Regions from separate parts of the Mus musculus genome. Here all the other regions are linked to region 3. The links are chromatin contacts, called in public Hi-C maps. All regions are on one chromosome and are shown on one strand. Each heading gives the region's core, a stretch centred on a gene start, on an enhancer-like site or on the middle of the called end of the contact. The rest is flanking DNA. Distances are from core to core; before and after follow the strand shown.

Evidence for each region. Hi-C and Micro-C count contacts between places; a contact is called where the count stands out from the background.
Region 1: a contact with region 3 is called in a Hi-C map of the N1E-115 cell line, with 9 times the contacts expected there. The contact joins two enhancer-like sites. A contact is called at or near these places in 1 of 15 datasets of contacts at CTCF or cohesin (the NIH/3T3 cell line), 9 of 484 Hi-C or Micro-C datasets (the G1E-ER4 cell line, the HPC-7 cell line, the N1E-115 cell line and 4 more), 3 of 115 datasets of contacts at active chromatin or transcription factors (acute myeloid leukemia, differentiating embryonic stem cells and fibro-adipogenic progenitors) and 2 of 9 other capture datasets (embryonic stem cells and pancreatic islet).
Region 2: a Hi-C map of cerebellum shows a contact between it and region 3, with 1.6 times the contacts expected there. The contact joins two enhancer-like sites. A contact is called at or near these places in 7 of 39 promoter capture datasets (the 3T3-L1 cell line, 3T3-L1-derived adipocytes, the C10 cell line and 3 more), 2 of 484 Hi-C or Micro-C datasets (cerebellum and ventricular fibroblasts), 2 of 115 datasets of contacts at active chromatin or transcription factors (differentiating embryonic stem cells and embryonic basal ganglia) and 3 of 9 other capture datasets (embryonic tail, embryonic trunk and liver).

Annotation. Positions count from the first base shown.
Region 1 is chr3:55,827,726-55,830,573 of GRCm38.p6, forward strand. All of the region lies in intron 38 of Nbea (neurobeachin), which reads right to left. Among named protein-coding and RNA genes, the nearest start is that of Mab21l1, 47 kb to the left of the region's middle. Within about 2 kb of position 1,341, at least 36 of the 459 cell types and tissues checked have an H3K27ac peak or open chromatin away from gene starts, as enhancers often do. A contact at or near this core is called in the N1E-115 cell line, where this site is marked.
Region 2 is chr3:55,964,497-55,967,267 of GRCm38.p6, forward strand. All of the region lies in intron 31 of Nbea (neurobeachin), which reads right to left. The region is part of intron 2 of Gm31914 (a long non-coding RNA gene); the gene reads left to right. Among named protein-coding and RNA genes, the nearest start is that of Gm22784, 9.0 kb to the left of the region's middle. Within about 2 kb of position 1,510, at least 8 of the 459 cell types and tissues checked have an H3K27ac peak or open chromatin away from gene starts, as enhancers often do. A contact at or near this core is called in cerebellum, where this site is marked.
Region 3 is chr3:55,522,437-55,525,191 of GRCm38.p6, forward strand. All of the region lies in intron 16 of Dclk1 (doublecortin-like kinase 1), which reads left to right. Among named protein-coding and RNA genes, the nearest start is that of Gm31796, 20 kb to the right of the region's middle. Within about 2 kb of position 1,500, at least 30 of the 459 cell types and tissues checked have an H3K27ac peak or open chromatin away from gene starts, as enhancers often do. A contact at or near this core is called in the N1E-115 cell line and cerebellum, where this site is marked.

The DNA.
Region 1 (2,848 bases), core at 91-2,590, 310 kb after region 3:
AAAATCCCAGCAGAAAATATAAACATTTAAATAAAAGTAATTTTCTTTATGACTTTGATAAAAACAAGGTAATTTTCAAACAAACAAACAATACAAAACAACAAAAACAAAACAAAATAAAATAATGAACCAAAAACCTTCAGAAGGCTTATTTTTCACAGGATGCTAGGCAAGGATGATGGCCAGTGATCATTTATTTTCAGGACATCCAAGATCACTAGCATAGCTTCCCTAGTATCTCACTGCATGAGAACGGCCTTTTCTGAACTCGAGCCTCTTCCTAGCACAGGCATTTCTGACAGACAGCATGGTCCCTTCTCTCTACAGATATCAATTCTCTAACTGTTCTCTTGTACTTCTGCACATACTGAAATTCTGCTAGTTACAGATTTAGGGAACTCTAATCCACTGAATTCAGCAACCCCCATCTTATATCTTCCATGTGGGTGTCTCTAAATGAATTGGAATATTAAAAAAATGTTAGGTCCACATTTTTCATTTATGCAGAACTAACTGGGCATCAACTGTACTGATTTTTATAGCAAAGATATTAACAGTGAAAAGTCAACACATACACATATGTGTGGTTTACACAAGATAAAAAGCATACAAAGGCCAAAGGTCAGGTCACATATTAGAGAACATGATCACCCCCCACCCCCAAGCCACCAAAACCTACCACAGCGAAAGGACAGAGATGAAATAATAAAATCAGTATCCTCAGCCAGGAGTGGAGCCATGCACAAAACAGACCACTCTATCTGTGCACTCTTTTCCTTTGCAGAATCCAATAAACTGCCATTATATTCCTTCTAAATGGTCCCATTACTAGGATTCTATAACAACGGCCTAATCTCTTGATAATTATAATAAATGCTTATAATCAAAGCAGGGACCATTTAGAAACGGAAGGAGAAAAGCTGCTTTCTATCAAACTCACTATAGCTCCCTGACCTCTGAAGCTTTCAGTGCAGCTTCCCTTCCCATTTTGCTCAAATAAATATTTAAGAAAACCCCAGCTCAATGAGACTTTGACCTGAGGCATTTTAGCCTAACTTTTTGTTTCATTTAAAAATATGTTAACAATTAAAATAAAGAGACATGTTTACTTTAGCACACGCATTCTAGAATTTAAGTGATAAATGACTTGATCAGAGACAGTATTTCCTCAGGGAGCAAACATAATAGTCACTTTAGAAAATGACAGTGTGGTGATGAGCTACCCTCTCGAGGCGGCTTTAAGGAAGTATCATTTTCCTGGAGCACAGCACAGTTCAATGCAGAAGTTGGGTCTGGGCTTTCTTGATAAGCAGTGCTAGGCCATGGAAGTAATTTAAGGCTGGTAACGTGACAGGAAATGACTACACACGATCAGGGTGTCTTTCATCTGCATGCATCTCACTTGTTAGCCGTGAACAGCAAGAAGCCAGCTGTGATGATGGTAGGACGAAACTATCAACCTGGGCTACAGCCACGGGGGAACTTTTCAGTCATTGTTGTTGTTATTTGTTTTGTTTATTTATTTATTTACACTCAATATTTTATTCCCCTCCTGGTCCATCCTCCAACTGTTCGGTCTTTTTTTTTTTTTTAAGTAGTGATTTTTAATAAAATGTAGCAAAAAATGACCCTAAATGATCCTAAATGTTCCTATCTCTATATAGGGTTTCCACCAACTGTCAAAAGTGATGGATCTGATTTATAATCAAAACTTTTGTGCTCAGTTGTGAGAATAAACAGAATTATGAGGAGAAAATTATCAAAGAGAAGGAAAATATAAAATACAGTGCCTTCAAGGCAGAGGCAGCTATGCTTTATGTGGTATTCCCAGAGGCTCCGAGGGAGCTTGTAACAGCACACTGAAAAGCTGGACCCTTCGTGAAAACTTGTACATTTATTTAACTAAGTACAATCTCTGAAAATGACCTTGATCCAATGCTTCACCAGGGTCTTACAATGATCTAAAATGACTGCCTGACACCCTTTAAATAGCATTATTTAAATCAAAGTCATTACGGGGTGGGGGGACAGTATTAAGGCAGGGGCATGAAGGACAGGTCTTTGGTAACACACTCAGCATCTTTGTCATAAGAGTGACGAGCAATAGAAACCATCTTAGTCTTTCGAACGGCTAGGGACAGTGTGATCTTTACATTCCCAGGGGCTTATTCACTGCTTGATGGAAGTAAGTGTCAAAGAGAAAGAATTTATAAAACAGAAATGCTGCTTAAGACTTAAAATTTTATATGCAAGAATTTTAAGTGGCAGTTTCCTCAAAACAAGTGTCACCTAAATAAATATTTAATATTTACAAAATTTAGTCATTTTGTAAACTTAATAGGCTAATTTTCATAAATCACCGCCCACTGCAAACCAAGCATTTGACCATGTCTACATCTCCTGTACAGAATCCCCAGTGACCAGGAGTGAATAGGCAGGAACAGCATAGATAAGAAACAACTGAGAAGTGGTAAAACTGCAGCACACTGTGCAGTCTTTTAACTCACTCATTACTTTAAAAGATGTTTCTGTTTCAGTTAGCCAACACAGGTCATACTCTAGGAGAGACGGATTGTCCCGTATTAAGAGGATGATTAGTCCAGTAAATTACGGCTTTCAGATGAAGCCGGCTGTTATATCGCTGTGCTGGGAAGGGGATAGGAGGTTCATTTCAGCACAAGGTAATTATGTGGGGCCAGTGTGTTACCATTTATCATGGCTGAAAGATGACACTCACTGCTAGCCAAGGGAAGCTGCTGCACAGAGGCCCCCATCTAGATCAATACACCATGAATTTTTTTTCCTGGCAAAAAAAGTAATTATACAACAGAAACTTCCCAATCAATAC
Region 2 (2,771 bases), core at 260-2,759, 440 kb after region 3:
AACAAGAAAAGATGACATATATAATATTGACTGTAATGACTTCTGTTAGTCAAGGAAGTCATACAATTGCAAGCTTTCTAAATAGACTAAATTTACAATTTTTAAAAGAATAACAATAAAATATATCAATAATCAAAATTTTTTCATTTATTATCTATCTTCTCAAGCTAAATGTGTGTAATACAGACTTTAATTTTAGCTAATAGTGGGGCCCAAGCTCTGGCAGATTTGGAGAAGAGTTCACAGTGGTGCAGTTAGTGGCAGCCTGACTAGAACTATTAGCCAACCACAGTTTGCTAGTAAATCTACCAGAGGTGCAGTGTTGCTGCAGAATTCTGTAACTGCTACATCCATTTCCACATGGCTGTTAGAAACAAAACCAGAAGATATATTTTCATTCAATAATAAAAATTGTGTGCAATCTCTACATACACTGAAGTGAAGAGTGGTTTCGGAGATATACCTTTTGGTAATTCAGTGTAATCAAAAACAGGTTTTTAAATCTTCACTGATACAATGAAAAAAAATAAAAAGAACCAGCACTTACTGTACAAGTAGATAAAAACATCTATATGAAGAATAACATAAAATTTTTGAAGAAATATCAAATTCTAAAAATAAGTTTGTTTTATTATACCTAAGCATTTCTAAAATTTGATGTTGCTATTTACATATTAAAAATTATAAACTTTAAAACATCGAAATTCTCTATGGCTCTACTGCAAATAGGAAGAGACAACTAGTGTACGTAAGTGAAGAGAACTCCAGTCTCTACAGTTGCTTATGCACGTCATTTCCAAAATTACAGTCTAAGCCTAAGAAACACATTGCTGCAATGACTGCAACAGACCAATAAGTAGTTGGTTAACAAAAGGAATATCACAAGTAATTTCCAGTACAGTTACATAGTGCTAGTTAAAGAACTGAGAAACTGAGTTTACAGTTATTTCAACTAAAAGTAAAACCAAATACTTTATGTATAGAAGCCTTCTGTTTGTCACTGGGAGCTTTTTGCACTTTCATTCTAAAGGCTGTCTGTCATCTTGGATCCCATTTTTCAAGGAATGCAATCTATTGTTAAAAGATATGTCACAACTTGGATTTCAGACTTTAGTGTTTCAGAAATATGTTTATATACCTCATAATGCAATTATAGCTAGCTACCTTAGGACAGATAAGGTAAATGTCAGCAATATACTAGGAATAGAATGGAAAATGAAGCAGTCCACGAGTTCTTGTGGGGATGATGTCTCTGCAAAGCTGCTCAAGGCTTCAGAGTTTGAAGTTACATTTTTGATGTTGTCACTCTCAATCTATTGAATGGCTGACAGACAATCAAACCCGTCTGGCTGGCTGGCAGCTCATTTTGCTGGCAGGTGGCAAACAATTAGACACACCAATTTGTGCCTCCTGATGACATTAAAGCATGAAACTAAGTTGTATGCAGGGCCTAGTGATTTGTGTGAAAGCATTTCAAAAATAATACTCCTCGCCGTGGCAACTCATTTCAGACTGCCACCTCCCATTACGGCTTTGAGTAGTGAAGACGACAGACTTGAGTTACGTGCAGCGCAAGGCCGCTTCTGTTCAATCCGTCATCAGTGCCCCTGAGACCTCAATCCCCTCCTTTCATCAATATCACCTCATCATTTACATTTGCTAGGACTTGAGCTACTGCATATATTAACTACATGGAAACTCTTCCTCAAAAGAATAAAAACATGAAAAGCATGCTTTGTGCTCTTCCATTTCATCCTAACTTGTTAACAATTTCAAATAATGATTTCATTCCTATTGCATTTTGCACAAGTGCAACCAGGAACACAGGAAAAGTCCCAGTGTTCCAAAATAACATTCTGAAAAGTATAAATGCTGTGTGTGTAACTGAGAGGAGTGACCATTAAGGTGACAGCTGTAAGTTTTAATAAAGAAATCTGAATATAAATCCAAATCAATACAAAAATATTTTCCTTAATTATCCTGAATCCTCTCTCCTATAAATCTCAAAAATTACCTGGATTTATTCATTTGTGTTTTCACAAAAAGTAAAGATATACTTTAAAATTAAATCAGACAACTTCAATTAGCTTATTAATTTGTGTTATTTAATATTAGACTGATAGTCTTATGTGTACACAGAAAAAGGCATAGATTGGCACAAAGTGATAGGGATAAACATACTCATATCCTATAAACATAAATTGGACATGTGAAATAGAGATGTAATGTGAAATCCAGAAGGAACAAACACCATTTGAATAAACATGAGAAAACAGAGTTAACAACTGTTTAATCAAGACTTTTCAGAACAGAAAGGCATTTTCTACACTTCATAATATTATAATTTGCCACTTCTTAGAAACTTTTAATAATCATTTTATATGACTATTTGTGAAAGTGACATTACTTAACTATTTAGTAATGCCTTAATAATGCTTATTCTTCTTTGCCTAATATTAATCTTAATATTTTAGCTTAAGAAACACTCATAAATTAAATCTTTATAACTAAAGCTGACAGCACTTTCTTATCAATAATCTCTCAAATTTTTGATATAAAGATACGTTTTAAAAATCAATAACAAATATAATAAACCTATACCTTCTTTTATCAACATACAAACATAATTTCAACTATATAGCAAAACCAATAAGCAAGCACTCTTGTTGGTAATTAGTGAATACCTGCAGTATTTTTCTGAGGCTGCATTTGATTAAATTGTAAGATATATTAAATGCAATGATTCATTGTATCTATATCATTTTATTTTG
Region 3 (2,755 bases), core at 250-2,749:
AGTAAGCTTGTGTTTTCAAGTTCTCCACCTTTTCGTTTTGTTTCTGTTTTACCGTTCCCTTCCCCCTCCCTCTATGTACTAGCTCCTGCATGAATTTACTTTCTGAATTTTGTAACTGTCAGATTCTTTAGTTGGCTTCTCTGCTTGAGCAAGGGGGTCGATGGGAAGTGTGACTTTGTTTAACCAGCTTATGAATTCTGTCCCCTCGTTTCCGATTCCAGTCAATGGCGCTGGCGTCTCCTGCCAGGGGCATTGTGTGTGTATCTCTCTAGAGTTACCCACAAGCGTGATGGCTTGCGATGGTTTGAGACATGAACTCTGAGAAGTTCTAGGGAACTTCTCTTCACCTTAATGTCTCCAAAATGATCTCCAGGTAAAAGCTCCATGTTATAGCACTCACCAAGGAAAAAGCACCCCGAGCTTTGGCATTTGTTTTTCAAATAATAGAGTCTGTTGGTTGGCGCAGCACAGTATCTGCCTGACACCATTTCATGGATCAGACTGCCAAGTTTTACCACAAAAAAATTATATATATATATATGTTCATGTGTATATAGATACATATATACTTTATATATTATAATACATATACATTTCCCCTTTGATTATTGCTCCTAATTATTTTTTATAATTAGGGTCTCAAAACAAAGGGCTTAGAAAAGCAGAATATTCAGACAAATAACCAAAATCATGATCAAAGTCATGATCGTTTCTAGGTCTGCTTATAATAGGAAAACACCCTGGCTCGGTGAGAGGATTTCCCAGAAAGGGATCTTTGTGCCTTCAGGATTGGTCCAAGGGAGGGGATCCCACATCTAGTGTTTCATTTACCTAAGCAAATTAGCTCTGGGGGAGGGGGAGTTAATTATGATTCGCCTGCACACAGACCCAGCTTTTGACTTTCCAGCACTGAAGAGAGTGCAGCAGGGTACACAGTTCACAAATGCTGATCTCCCCAGTGGACCGCCCATGCTGTGCACACTCAGTGCCCTTTCCAGTGCCCTTTCAGGGCCTTTCCGGAGTGTGGCTTTGTGCCAGGGGCAAAGGCTAAGCAGAAGTCTACCTGTGGTGATTAGCCTTGCTCCCTTTCATACTTTATGCAAATCGAGCCGTAGTGGTGGATGCAGCCTTTCTTACCCTGTGTGTCCTGTCCTGGGGCGGATCAGCCAGACGTCTACATGTAGAATTGATAGATGGTGAAAAACAGGCCTCAAGTGTGTCTAATTACATCTGGACTTATTTGTATTCTTTTTGTTTTTTTTTTTTAAAGCATCCATAAATTCATCTAATCTCAGAAAAAGGAACATTCTGAGGAATTACAAAACTTATAGAATTAAGGGTAGAAGCAAAGTGTCAAGTAAACACAATAATTAATACACGTGATCCAGTATTAAAAAGACTAACTGCAAGCCTAGCGACAGTCCCCATCGGCAGACAAAATGACACATCCCTGAGTAACGGGCGGGAGCAGATGGGAGATTATCTCTTTCTTCTTCCACACATAAACCGCTCTGCTTTCCAGCTGGGGGCAGTAACAACAATGTTTATAGTTACTGCTGCACTAAACAGCGTACACAGTATGTAAAGCTAAACTGGAGACATGACACTAAAATCTCATTGCCGTCTATGCTTAATTAGGAAGTTTTATAATGCCATTTAGCCCCAGAATGAACACGCTCTCCTCGCTGATCACAAATGCTTCCCTTTTATCTCCACGGAAGTGGGAGCATTCATTTACCCACAGTGGCAGGCCAACTCCTCAATATAAACAATCGTTGACGGCAGAGGACCCCAGTCCCAGCGCTTGTGTTTGTAAGTGCTTGTGGCTGTTCACACTGTTCTGGGCAGAGTACTCCTGGGTCCCACTTGCACTTACAAAGTATCTCACATGAGGGTGTCAGCTGCTAAAACCGGCTCCTTGCAGTGCCCCAAATCAGTGAGGACTTCTTAATAGACATTTTATCGATCATGGAGACATGATGGGATGGAGGGGGGGTGTCCATTTTCTTCTTTCTCTTTTTCATGCCCCTGATTCTTTCTCAGCAACTCTGCTTTCTACCTACAGCCAGGGCTGCATTTTCTGGCTGGCCCATTTATCCAGGAGGCCTTACCACCCAAAGCCCAAGCCCACAAGCTCGCTGGGCTATTCCATGCCCCCTGAGGCCTGAAACATTGCTTCTCCCTGCTGCAAGTCACAAGAAAACACACCCTGCTCTAAACCTCCCTCCCCGCTGCCAAAGTGGGTCTAGTTGCATCATTTCTACCTCTCTCAAGTGCAGATGTCCCCCGTGGCCCATATCATGGCCGAGAACACGCAGAAGAGACTTCTGCATCTGAAGTATATGCAGACCATCAGGACCGTGACCAAAATGAACTAACTTGGTTAATAAAAACAGAACCAGCCAAACAAACAAACAAACACAGGAGGCCAGTCCTTTGAAAATGCTAAATAGGATGAAGCATGGAGGTGAAACAGGACAAAACTGGTTGGGTTCCCAGGCATGACATGACTAAAATGTGCATACTGGTTTCAAGCCCCTCCTGAAACAGTGAGTAATGAGGCAAACCCTGGCAGCCAGGCGCTGGCTTTGGGAGGCTATTAAATGCCGTCATGCTTGGCTGTTAAAAGGAACGGAGTCTATTAAGTGTATCTTGCTGGGTGCAGTTTGAAAGAGGTGTCCCTATTGAAGCCAGATAGTGCCCTCAGCACACTGAGATCTCTGCCCAAGGAGGCCTGCTTTGTGGCCAGTTGCTT